2 separate regions of the Urocitellus parryii genome follow, and region 1 is linked to region 2. Evidence: chromatin contacts called from public Hi-C data. All regions are on one chromosome and are shown on one strand. The core of a region is the stretch at or near the end of the contact, and the rest is flanking DNA. Distances in the headings are between cores, read along the strand shown.

What was found. Hi-C and Micro-C count contacts between places; a contact is called where the count stands out from the background.
Region 1: a contact with region 2 is called in a Hi-C map of muscle, with 2.8 times the contacts expected there. The contact joins the promoter of Cc2d2a here to the promoter of LOC113193428 in region 2. A contact is called at or near these places in 2 of 2 Hi-C or Micro-C datasets (liver and muscle).

Annotation. Positions count from the first base shown.
Region 1 is chr10:134,716,039-134,723,015 of mUroPar1.hap1, forward strand. It overlaps Cc2d2a (coiled-coil and C2 domain containing 2A), which reads right to left and starts at 2,862. Exons shown (of 36, transcript XM_026403359.2): 1 at 2,824-2,862; 2 at 484-564. The coding sequence starts at 2,862.
Region 2 is chr10:134,319,854-134,325,887 of mUroPar1.hap1, forward strand. It overlaps LOC113193428 (fibroblast growth factor-binding protein 1-like), which reads left to right and starts at 3,559. Exons shown (of 2, transcript XM_026404001.2): 1 at 3,559-4,092; 2 at 4,126-4,305. The coding sequence starts at 3,559. The coding sequence ends at 4,305.

The DNA of each region.
Region 1 (6,977 bases), core at 1,612-4,111, 400 kb after region 2:
GGGGGAGGGACAGCCAGCAGACCCGGGAGATAGGAATCGGCCTCTGGCTCAGGCTGAAGCGGAATTCGGGCTTGGAGTTGGAAAAAGAGGGAGTTCCCAGAGATCTGTAATCCTGCACTGCCATCTACCGCCTGTGCTGGTTTATGGCCTTCGGCAACAACACTAACATGATGGGCTGCTTCCCTGTTTCTAGACTTCTCTCTCAGGAGATTGGAGGAAACTTACAGGGAAAAATCTCCGAGTATGGACCATGTCCTGATTATGAGGATCACCTATCTGTAAGCTCCCCGCCAGGGTCCTGCACACTGGACAATCTATTTGCATCCCTGTCTCACTGTTCCCCAGAGTGAGCCCCAAATTGGTACCCCAAAAGGAACACTTCCCTGGGAAGATTCTGTGGCACCCAGGAGCGGGGTTGGGGGGGACGCAGGCAGGTTGATCAAGGGCACCAACATGCAAACAGGGCTTCTCTTCACTTCCTACCCGTTTCTTTCTTGGTCTTTGACCCTTTGGGTTCTTCTTCCGACTTCCCACATCCACGTCCTCCTCATTTTCAGTGAACTCCTTTGTTAAAATGCAAACGGAAGAGAAGGAGAGTGTTAAGAGAGGGAAAGAGGGGTGTGCTTTCCAAATCACGGTCTTGACCTTGGGCCTCCATCCACTCACGTTCAATGTGAGGGAGGAACGGTTAACAATCTAAGTAGCCACCACTGTCCACCCTTCACCAGAGACCTGTCTTGACAGTTTGTATCCAAACTGAATGACTGTGAATGAGGTGGTGTAGGGTTTTCCATGGTCACAGGCCCTCATTCAGGCTGATAACATTTATCGAGCACTTATTGTGTTCCAGGTCCTGGCAGCACAGAGAAGAAAACACGCTCCCCACTTTCAAAAATTCACATTCTAAGAAAAGTGACAAAGGAATCTGCCAGGAAGGATGGAGAACCATAGCCCAGGACAGATGTGAGAGTCATATTTGGGGTCTCGTGGGTTGGTTTTTCTGCTTCCCAACTTCACCAGCACGTGGGGAGAAGTAAAAATGCAGTAAATCATTATGAAAGCCCCAAGTTAGAGGATATTTTGGCTGATTTCTTTGAAAAGGGAATATGGCAAATGTCATTCTCTTTTTTGCACATTATGCCTTCTGAGGTTTTAGACATCAGGTGTTACAACTGGAAGCTCTAAAGTGCCCAAGCTTTTACTGTTCTGTCCTAGAGTTTGGCAGACTGGGGCATAAGTGAACAAGAAGCTGCAAGACAATCACAGAACCTCTCTCCCTGGTACCCCAACTCATGAATCTTCTCTTTCTAAAGTTGGGAAATGTTTTGGTTTTGTACTGGGACAAAGTTGCAACACAAAACCTGGATGTTAATGATATGATATAAGGTCTCAACTTTCACTGGGCCAGGCCCCAGTGACTCCTCACTTCCCTTGGTTGTTGGGGTTAGGGAAGGTGTGGACTTCAGTTACAGAGAACAGAGCTGAGGCCCCCACAGAGAATGAGCCAGGTTGGGGCTTTCCTTAGTGCATGTGACCGATCTCTCTTCCTCAAGTTCTGGGTAGAGGCCTTACCTCTTTCTGGCCTCCTTTCCTCAGGGCTCACCAGATGGGGAGTATTCTTAGCTCCATGATTCACCAGTTTGATTGTAAGGAGGTGATAACATCAAGGTGTGTAAGTATGGTTTTAGATTCAATTCTAAATTTTTATTGGCTGAGAACGGACTTGTGAGAAATCTAGGTCATCTTTTCCTTTCTAATGTTTTAATCCTTGACCAAATGACAAACTGTCCATAGGACTTCTAGTAAGATGAAATGTGGGTCACCACTTTATCCCCAGGGACAAAAGGCAGAGAATATATTTGTTGTACACATGAAGAAACTTATGTGGTTGGTTCGTACTTGATATTTTGCTTAAAGTTAATGTGCAAAGTTTTAAATTGAGCTCCCTCATGTGTTTTAGTGCACCACACAGGGGACAGCACACTGTCTGCATTTCCGTCTCTGTGGGCTCAAGATGGTGAGCCCCTCAGCCAGTGGAGAAATAAGGACACAGGATCACAGTGGTCTACTGTTTCCAGTTGTACACAGCTTTCCTTCTCTGGTCTTGGCAGTGAGTTTTTGTATACCATGAGTCAGAAATCGCAAGACTCCTGGGATAGTTTTATTAGCATTATGATCTATCACTGTGACCTTCATTCTGAATTCTTAAGGAAATCAAGGTGCTTCAGGCAGAGCTGGGCTCCAGAAACAGGTAGTAAATTAAGCTGTGGTGGATTGGAATTCATGAAATGATGTCAAATTAATTTCAGAGGGTTCAGGCGGAGGTAAGACCCAGAGTGCCCACAGGGAGGCTGGCCTCACATCTACCCACCTCTGCACTTCATGCCTGTGTGTTCAATTAAACTAAATTTGGTCTGAGGACGCCTTCGTACTTTGAGTCCCTTCGTACTTGACAAACTACAACCCCCCTTAGCATGTCAACTAATCAAAAGCCTCAGTACTTTTGTAACACCCATCATGGCAGCTAAGCTCAGGTGATCAGACCACGTTCACCTAAGGCAACTCGGAGCTGTGACGAGTCGAGCTGTTCCCAAGCTTCGCTTCCATTTTCTGTCCTTACATGCTGCCTGCCCACGTGTCCAGGGGCCTCTCTGAACCTCCTCTGGTTCTGAGGTTGTTCTGCTCATGAATTGTTCTTTGTTCAAACTCAGTCAAATTTAATTTATCTAAGGCTTTCCTTTTAACACATGTGATAAATGCTTGTTATCGGCCTTAACTTCCTCATACAAAATATCCCAAGGGGCCCTGTCAGTAATGACTTACCTCTGAAATTATTTTTATTTTTTCTTCCCTGGAATTCATTTTGTCTGTGATAGATCTCTGAAGAGAAAGAACAATGAAGAAGTCAGGCATTTTGAAGTCAATGTCATATTGTTCTTAACATCAATGCATATGCCTTAGATCTTAGGCGGAGGAGAATTTCTGTCCACCGGGGATACTTGCAGATTCCAGGACTGGTGGAAAGAAGCACCAGAGGAGAAGGGGAATGCCAGACTCCCCTGCCCCCATGACCCTGGCTTCAGGGCACACAGTCCTGAAGTCAGATGACCTTGGTTGGAATCCAGCTCTGGAAGGACAACATCACACCTTCTCTCCCTTAAACCTTCACCTTTCTATCCCTGCTCACCCTCTGCCCTTGATCTTGGTTCTCATTTTCCTAAGCAAAGAGATGAGATCAGGGACTATAAGAGTCAGGTTAACATCTGCCTATCACCACTAGAATGTGTTTGTAACAGGGCAGAAACAGTATTTTCTTCATTATTTACACCCAGAGCCTTAGACCACAGCACACACCTCAGTTTATATTTATCTGATGAATGCCTAATACTACTGATTGGCTGCCTCTTCAAGGCCATGTTCTGGAACCCTTTAGAGCCTTCCTCTTGGTGCTAGGAGAGAACACGTGGAGGAACACCAGGCTCAGGCCTAATATCCCAAATCTTCCCAGGACTTGGTCAGTTAAGCAGCTTGTCTGAGGTGTTCAAGGTCTCCCGGACCCTCCCTAGGAATTAGCATGGAAAAGGGAAAGGATCTGAAATTCTGTTGTCTTCCACACAGACACCTCACAAGGAATAAAAAGCAAAAGGGAGAAAGGGGAAATACCGGGAATGATATTGGCCAAATTATATTGTTACAAATAGGCAACAACAAACCTCACCATTATGTTCAGCTATGATGCACCGATAAGAAAACCAGAAGAGAAATGAGAAACTAGATCGGGGGAAAAAAAAAGTTGAGAGGGTAATCAATAGCAGATGAGTGGGGAATGCTAAAGGAAAAGAAAGCTCTCAATCAACTGCTCTGGTCATTATTAACTGGAAAAGGAAAAAGAACTGTGAAGTATTTTAGCACGTAAAAAATGATTCTCTCTAAATAAATATATTACACATGGAAGAAAGAAATAGATATGAAAAATGTATCAGGGTTGTTTTTTTCTCCATATTCTTTCCTGATCATTACCTTTGAATGTGTTTCTAAGGAAATCAAATGACACCAGAATTTATTTTTCTCATGAACACTGTTGCTAAGAAGAGATAAATCAACACCACTCAACTTTAACATGCCACTTATCATCCCTGTTTGCATTGGGCACTTATTAATATAATCTTATTGGCAACATCAAAACAGGACCTGTAATTTATTGCACACTTATTTTGTGCTTTCTTTAGATAAATGTCCTCTTTATTCCCTACAATAACTCTGCTGGCCTAGGAGTACATGCTCCAATTTATACAAGAGGAAACTAAGACTGATGTGTTATAGGATTTGCTCAAGGTCATAGTTATTGAATGTCACACTCAGAATTTGATTGGGCAAATGGGGGGTGGAGATCATGGGGGCAGGAAGATGGTGCAATGAGATGGACATCACTATGCTAGGTGTGACGCTACATTGTGTACAACCAGAGAAATGGAAAGTTGTGCACAATGAATCAAAATGCATTCTGTTGTCATATATACCTAATTACAATAAATAAGAATTTGACCTCAAGAGTGTGATCCAAAATCCTCCCCATTTGCTGCCACCTCTGTCTCACCATTTAGTCTTATTTTTGCCATGTTATTAGTAACTACTCTAGGCTAGTCTATTATTCTGGAAATATTTACCATTGAAAGCTGTGAAGCTTTGTACATGCGATAAAGGGCTTAGGCTATGTTAGATCAATGATTTATTTCACTCAGTGCAGAAAACCAAACATTTTTCAAGAAAAGTACTAACACCATCATCAGAACAAATGGATGGTCCCTAACAAATGGATGGTCCCTAAGGGTCATCAGCAGACTATAGCCTCATCCTGAGGACCTTTTGGGAATCCTATAGGGGGCAGGGAAAGGAATGACGGCATTGGAAAGAGACAACATTGTATATTATCTGATATAATAATATATTATCTGATTATAGTGAAACCCTGGGTTTACAGAAAAAGTGAGACCTTTGTAAAAAAAAAAAAAAAATCCATGTACCTGTGCTCAAATGCGAGCTCTACTGAGCAGCACATGGTCTTAGAACAATGCCTTTGCTTCTCTCTAGAATTGTGATCCTGCTTCCTCCCTTGAAGGGCAACTGGTTTATAGGGGCTCAGTGATAGATGTCTAGTAAAACGCCTAGCATGGACCAGGTTCTCTATTTGGGTAGGTTTTAAGAAAAGGTGGTAGGGGGCTATGGCTAGTATACTGCAAGCCTCTGGGTTCGATCCCCAGCAAATACACAAACACACACACACACACACAGATCAGAAAAGGTGATAGTAGAGAAGGGATGTGAAAGAAATAAGTGGGAAGGGAAAAGAGCTTAGGGGACAGAACCCTCTGTCATAAAAAAGAACTCTGGGGACAGTGAAGAGGACAGGAGATGTCACATGCACCTCTTTTGAATCTATTATCAAGTTCTGTAAGTTATTCCAGCCATGGCTTTATAAAGCATAAATTTAGTGACAAATAGTTTTGTAGAATCATTTAATCAGATGAATTTAATCTATACTGCATTCGGAGCATGCATGTACCATATGTGTGTGCTGTGTTGTGTGGCACGTGCTAATCCACTGAAGTGCTGGAAGCCCCTCCCTGTCAGGAGCCCGCTCTGCTCCAATGCTTTCAACCTTCCCACAAACTGCTGAAGGCACTCAGCTCCTTGTGCTTCTTATTACCTGTTTATAGGGCTGTCTTCCCAGCAAACCCCCAGCTTCTGACCCAGTCTAATTCATTTTTGCACACTCTAAACTTAAGCCATGGCCTGGTGCATTGTTGATGCTCCATAAATACTTGAATGAGTGACCGTATAAATGAGCTCTCGGAGATACTTATAGAGTGATATTTCACTCTGCCAGTGAATTTCTTGGCAGAAAAGTTTTTATAAAAATGTGATAGCAGACGTGTATTTCCCCGTAGACTTTATTAGCTTTTCGTAGCACCTCTTTGCAACAAAGGGGAACAATCAGTTGAAACCAAGGCCAGGGAATCTTCCTGAGGTCTTCTGGCAGGCACGCAATCCTCAGCCCTGTGGCTGAGTCCTTTCTTGGTCCAATGGTAAGAAAAGTGAAACTGCCCATAACTAGTACTTGAACCAATTTGAACTAAAAGGCCCAGAAATGCAAAACCCAGCAAATGTTTTGCACAGTGCTGGTCAGAGAGGATTTCCACTCAGGGATCCACGTGACTATGATTAACTGGATTTACGTTTCCTGCAAGCCAGACACCAGACAGCAGCTCACATCAAAGCCGCCCATGTAATGCTCTACATTCCCATTCCAGAAAGTGCAAAAGCAAGCAGTGACGAGAGCCCCTCCATTTACAATTAATTCAGTCCACTCTGCATCTCCCGTAGCCAAGGAGAGACAGAACGCAGCACTCCCAGCCGCTGCTAAGTGAAAACAGGAAACCCTGGCTGCTGCCCTGGTCCCGTTAGAAACTGGTTTACCTTAAGCAACTTTACACAAGGCACTTTGCAGATTCTGCTTTCTGGGATGGAAGAGGAGTGGAGGAGATGGCCTGGGTGTGCCGCTGAATATTCTAGACCAGGAAGGGCCGAGTGTGGGCGAGGCTGGGCTGCTCTGGGAAGCCCGGGAAGCTGCAGCCATGCCTCAGGAGGAAAACACCAGCTTAGCAACGCGTTCCCAAGGAAGGTCATTGGGCGGCTTTTTTTTTTTTCTTTTAAAGTGACAGTTTACTTCTAGTTGAAGAATCCCAGTGGGAATGCAGAGGGGCGCAGCCTACAGTGGGACACAGAGAGATCAAATTAGTGCTGAGGTGATGGAAACCCATGTCTCTAAGAACTCTACCCTTCCTCCTGTCATTTGATTGTCATGCATTTGATTGTCATGCATCATTCCTAAAGGACAGATGATGCTCAGAGCAGGGGCACTAAAAGGCCCCAGAAAGGTGTCTAATTCAGAGCAGCAAAATCTTCCTTCCTGGAAG
Region 2 (6,034 bases), core at 2,309-4,808:
AAAAAGCTGATCAGTGTACATATTTATGGAGGTATTTCTGGGTAATATATTTGTGTTTTGAAAAATCATTCTTATAAAGGTAAATGAATTTTAATAGATTTTTATGATTTCATAACCAAAGCTATAATACCAATATTTTGCTGTATCTTAATTTTCTATAGAAGTAAAACTTCAGCACTGTGTCTCATTGAATTTGCTGAACAGGAAATTCCGAAAGCTCATGACTAATAAGCACTTTCAATTTGGAAGCAAACTCTCTAGGGTGAGTCTAAGATGAGTTTGTTTTTTTTTTTCCAAACTGATTAGATTTTACTGATATTTCTTTAGCCAATATCTCCATTTTCTCTAACAAGAGAAGTTTGGAATGCATAATATTTTACGAAATGAATTAATATTGCTTGAATGCAGCAACTCAGCATTTTCAGTCTGTTCACAAAGACACTTTTGAAGAAAGGATTGATTTTTGACAGCCTTCACTGGTGTTATTGCAGGGTTAGGACTCAGCTAAGAACCCCAGCACACCCACTCATATAATCCCTGGTGACTGCTCCAACAGGGCCAACCCTCTAGGTCAAGAAACTATATGTAGTAACAAGCCAGAGAGTAAAGTCAGCCTTGAACTTGAAATTGCATGCCAGTGACCACACCAGATGAGACACACATTCAGTTATCAGCTCCATTGGTGGTGGTAATCAATTGTGTTCATATCATTTAGACTCTCAAAAAAAAAGTTGCATTCATTATTTAAAACTCTCTGGTAAAGAGAACAACAAAACTCCAATCTAATTAAAAGACACAAAAGTTTAAAATGAAGAACATTTTCAAAATAATGCATAGGTGATAATATAATGTCTGTTTTCAAAGAACGCAGCTTAAGAAATTATTATGAACCCAAACTGTTCTGTGTCACTTGTTAATAGCTCAGCTCCAGTAATTAAAAAAAAAAATCAGTATGCAGTCCTAAATGAGGTGCTGAGATCATCCACAGGAGTTTAAGTCAAGTAGTTTGGATAAAGTCACACAGTTCACCGAAATCATTCCCCACCTCGGTCATTCTTGTGTAAAACTGTACTTCCAGCTGGATGGCCAGAGTGAGATCCCTCATGCAACCTGGAAAGGAATATTTTCAATAGGAATTCCAGTATTAAGGACTCCCTCTTAACCAGCCTCAGGGCCCACAGATTCCGCTGCCCACGCAGTAACTTCAGATGGCTCAGTGAAAACGACTGAGAAACCAAGAAGCTTCAGCCACTTCTGTCACTCATTCCCCAAGTATTTATTGAGACTGGCAGGTGGGAAGAGGACAGAATACAGACGCTGAGAGTCCTGGTTTAAATTTGGAACTCCCCCTTTCCTACCTCGGTGAACTTGAGCAAGCCCTTGGATATTTCCAAGAGCCACTGTCTCCTTCTGTAAAATGGGAAGAGGCATCCTTGGGTGGTGGTGAGGAGGAGCAGGAATGAGCTCTTAGGAATGGGCTCAGGGCTTCACAGCTGTAATGTAGTTACAGTTAATTTATTCCCTTGGGATATCATTGTTAGGTGCTTGCCTTATCAAGGAGGTTTGCAAGGCTGAGCTCTGCCTCTATCCTGGCTGCTGGGTGGAAGGGGAGAGGCCTGCAGGAAGCATGTCTAATGGCATACGTGTAACCCCCTGCTCACTGGATTCCACCCAGCACTTTCCCTGTAGGAACTGGCTCCATCTGAGGGGCGTGGCTGGGAGGAGTGTGAGCAAAGCTGCTCAAGTCTGAGTGCTGTAAAAACCCAGGCGTGGGCTCCTATAAATAGCCGACCCTACCTTGCACTGCGTCTCAGAGGACTGCCAGCCTGCCACCGCTCCCACACCGGGGTCGCCCTGGATCTGCATACTCAGAGCAAGGTAAGGGTCTGGCTCTCTTAAGACTTCACTATTGCCCCCAGTTCTCACCCCACATGAGGATCTGGCTTTTTTGAGTCCAGATGCCTTGATGGACAAGTAAGAGCCAAGTCCCAGGGCCCTGGGCAGCTTCATTGCTTTAGCCCAGACTCGGGTGATGGTCTCCCTATCATGACTTCAGTGGGTGGGCAAACCCCCAGGTGCAAATGAGATCATAGCTGTTTCCTGGGGCTTTCCCTTTTTCAAACAAAATTCAATACGTGAAAAAAGGAAAAAAAAAAGTGAAAAAAGGAAAAAAAAAAAAACAACCACAAAACAAATGATCTGAATAATCCTGTCAGTATGGCCAAACCAGACCGTTGAGAGTTTTCTGATTCCTCGCTAGTATTTTCTGAAGATCAGAGTGAAGGTGAAAGCGAGAAGTGACCAAGGAGGGGTGGGAGAAACCCAGTGAGATGTGGTCTGGCCGGCCCTACCAGCTTTGTCACCGCCGGCTTCACCTGCCTGAGCCCTAACTGTCACAGCTGTTACTGTGAGTGACAGACGAATAGCGATGGGGCCGGGTTCTTGTAGAGATTAAACAGGATGAGAATCAAATGCTAGAACAAAGCTCAGCACTTAGTGGGTGTCAGATAGACCTGGGATTCTTTGAGGTGTGGCTTTTTTTCTTTTCTTTTATTGTTCACCTGATAAAACCCATGGAGTTTAGTCCAGCATTCAAGGTCATTCTCTGGATCCAAGGAATTTTTTTTCAAAACACCTGGATTAAAGGTTTTGTGTCTGCCCAGCACTGTGCCACCACAGGGCTCCGGAAGCCAATGGGCACCACACTTGCCTTCAGATTGTGGTCTAAGCATTCGGCTTGAAGTCCATCCCTCTCCACCTGGGTTCACTCTGCCCTGTCATGTCCAATGACCTCCCACCTTCGTGCCTTTCCTGGGGATCCTCCTCCCTTCGGTAATATTCCCTCTACCCCAGAGCACCACCCAGCTCCAGGTGTCAAACCCTGAGCAGGTTCAGCCTCTGAGTCAACATCACGTTTTATGACATTTCTATGGCTCTTGCCACATCCTTTCTGATTTTGTGGTCATCTGTGTCTGTGCAGACTTGTGAGGTGGAAAGTCAGCACATTGGAACTAAGGAAGGGTTTGACTATTTCATTCAACACCTTGATTTCCAGGTAAAGGACCTGAGACCCAGAGTGGGAGAGTGACTTGTCCAAGACCAACTCCATGGTCAAGGCTATTTAAATCTCTCCAAGGGCAGGCTCTGAGCTCTTTAAGACACGAGGTTTTCTCAGTCAGTGTGGTGTGATCAACAGCTAGGATAGTGCATGACCCATTGTTGGTGCTCAATTAATGCTTGTTGAATGAGTGACTGAAGGGTGGGGCAAGTGCAGGAGTAACTGAGTGAGTGAGTGGGAGAGTTAGGGAGGCTCTGAGAGTGGTGAGGGATGAAGAATGGTAACATTTTGCCACTCAAAGGCTCAGGTCAAGTGGAAGTGGGAGCAGACAGGCTACTCATCTAGTGATTTCAGGAGCCAGACAGATTTCTGGTCTCCTCCTAAAGTGGGCAGACACGGATCAGGCTGCAAGGAGGCCAGCCTGCAATCCTGCACACTCAACTGCTGCCCAGCACTGAGTCCCTGCCTTTCATCCAACAGGTGCTTGCCCAGCTGAAGCCATGAAGATCCACAGCCTTGCCCTCCTCTCATTTCTCCTCCTGGCTGCTCAAGTGCTCTCAGCAAAGGTCAGAAATGGAACAAAGAACAGACGGGGCAGCATACCAGAAGGAGATCCATCAGTTCCTCTGGGCGAGGGCCAGAGTAAGCAGAGAAGCAGAACATCCAAGTCCATGACCAATGGCAAGTTTGCCACCAAAGACCAAGCTTCCTGCAGATGGTCAGTGACTGAGCAGGAGCTGGTCATCACCCTGAAAGTGGAGTGCACTCGAATGGACCAGGAGTTTTCTTGTGTCTTTGCCGGAAAGCCAACTAAATGCCTCAAGCTCAATAATGAGAAGGCCTATTGGAAACAAATTGTCCGGACGCTGCGCAAACAGAAGAACTTATGTGAGAACTCCAAGAGTGTCCTGAAGACCAGGGTGTGCAAAAAGCAGTTTCCAGAATCCAATCTCAAGTTGGTAAACTCCACTCTGTATGAGAACAAGAAGCCCAGAAAGGAGAAAACAGAGCTGTCCCCCAAGGAGCATATTGAGGTCACCAGCCCTTCCGCCCTGGAGCCAAATGAGGTCAAAGAGAACATCCAGTCCAGCCCAGCAGAGACTCAGACTGTGGCCGTCAAAGGTCCGGAGTGTATGGAGGACCCAGATGTGGTGAACCAGAGGAAGACTGCCCTGGAGTTCTGCGGGGACTCCTGGAGCTCCTTCTGCAACTTCTTCCTCACCATGTTTCAGAGCACAACATGTTAACGAGGTCAAAAGGGACAGTTGCATCCTAAGCGCCCACCCGCCCCTCCCCCATGGTGGAAAATTCTCCAAGTTTCCCACAAGATATGAACTTTTGTGTTATGGAGCACAGTTCAATATTTAAACAGTTTTTATACTTTTGTTTTTGTGTTCTGGAATTTGCTTTCTTTCCATTTCTTTGGTTGTGAGTCTCAAAGACTGTGTATATCACTGTATTTCCATGGTCCACAAGGCTGTGTGCATAGGAGCAGCAAAGACTTGCATTTGAACTGAGCGAACCTCAGTGAGATTTCAGTCTGAGGCATTTTCTGCCAAATTAACAAAGATAATAAAGATCTGGGTGTTCTCAGAAATACCTTCGGCCATTGTTTGGTTTCTAGGTCTCTGGTTCCAAACAAGTTTATGGCTCGTTATTAACAGACCTCCCTATATGAATGGAAAAAGACCTAATGATGACTTCCAGTTCCACCCATCCCAAGCCATCCCCTCACAAGACCCTGTCCAGGTTGCCTCTTTACAGTTTTATCCGATGGTCGGTGGTATTTAACGCTTTCTGAAATGCAATACCTAGGGTCTCATTTTCAGTGGGCATTGAGTAATGTGGCAAGGTCTCTCAGATGGTAAGAGGGGAGGTAGGACTGGAACCCAGGAGTTCTGGCAGCTAAACCACAGACTTGAAGACTCAAGCCAGAGCTGCCCGATCTCCCCCTTCCCACCATATGCAGAATTCTTCCTCATGTGGAACTTGTTTCTGGGTTGGGGGAGAAAGTCTTGGTTAAGCCTAGTGCCCTGTGTTGAGGACTATAATGGAAAAAGGAGAAGGCTGAGTGGGAAACCAGAGAGGAGAGATAGAAACTACTGGAAAATCTGGGGTTGAGTAGGGGGATACTAGGACTGGGTTTGGACAGAACTTCTTTGGGAATGAATTGGGGACAGAGTGGAGGCATTTTAGTCATCTGACAGCATGGATGACATCAAAAAGATATGAACATTCCAGAAGCTGGGAAAGCTGGGTGGTTGGAGTGGGATGGGATGCATGGAGGAGGTGGCTGTGCGCCATTTACACATTAGTAGGAAGGATCTGAAAGTGTGTTAGGAGTGAAGGAGAAAGCATAGACTTCCCCAACACCCTGTCACCATTCCACCAAGAGGGACAGGGAAGAGCCAGAGTTGGTTCAGAAACAAAAACAAAGGAAACCCTGCTCTTTAGCATCCTGTGATGGAGTGGGGAGGGAGGACAGGTGGCGGGCAAGCAGAGCCCCTTATAGTCACTACCCACCAGAGCACCCACAGAGAATGGCCTCACAAAGGCATTGACTGTCACCACCAACACCATGAATTTTAACGTGTGTCTCTCACCTGCTGCAGGTGGGGCTCTGCGCCACGCTCTTCCCTGCGTTAGGCATCCATCCATCCATCCGCTCGCTCACTCACTCACTCACCTGCTCATTCAACACGATTTATGAAGCTCAGACTCCCACCAGGCGAGGTGCTTGACATGTGCAAAGCACAAAAGATGGACGCTTTGCTCTCATGGAACTGGCTGTGGGGAGAGTGGGGATAGACTCATCATCCCCCAAGAGTTAGGAAAAGCACAGCAAGAGTGGGTGGAAGTGAAGGAGGACAGGAGATTTAGGTGGGCTGGTCAGAAGGGACCTCTCTGTAGGTGACTTTTGAGACTGGACCTAACTGGAAGACCTGAGCCACGTGACTCTCCAGGATAAGTGTATTT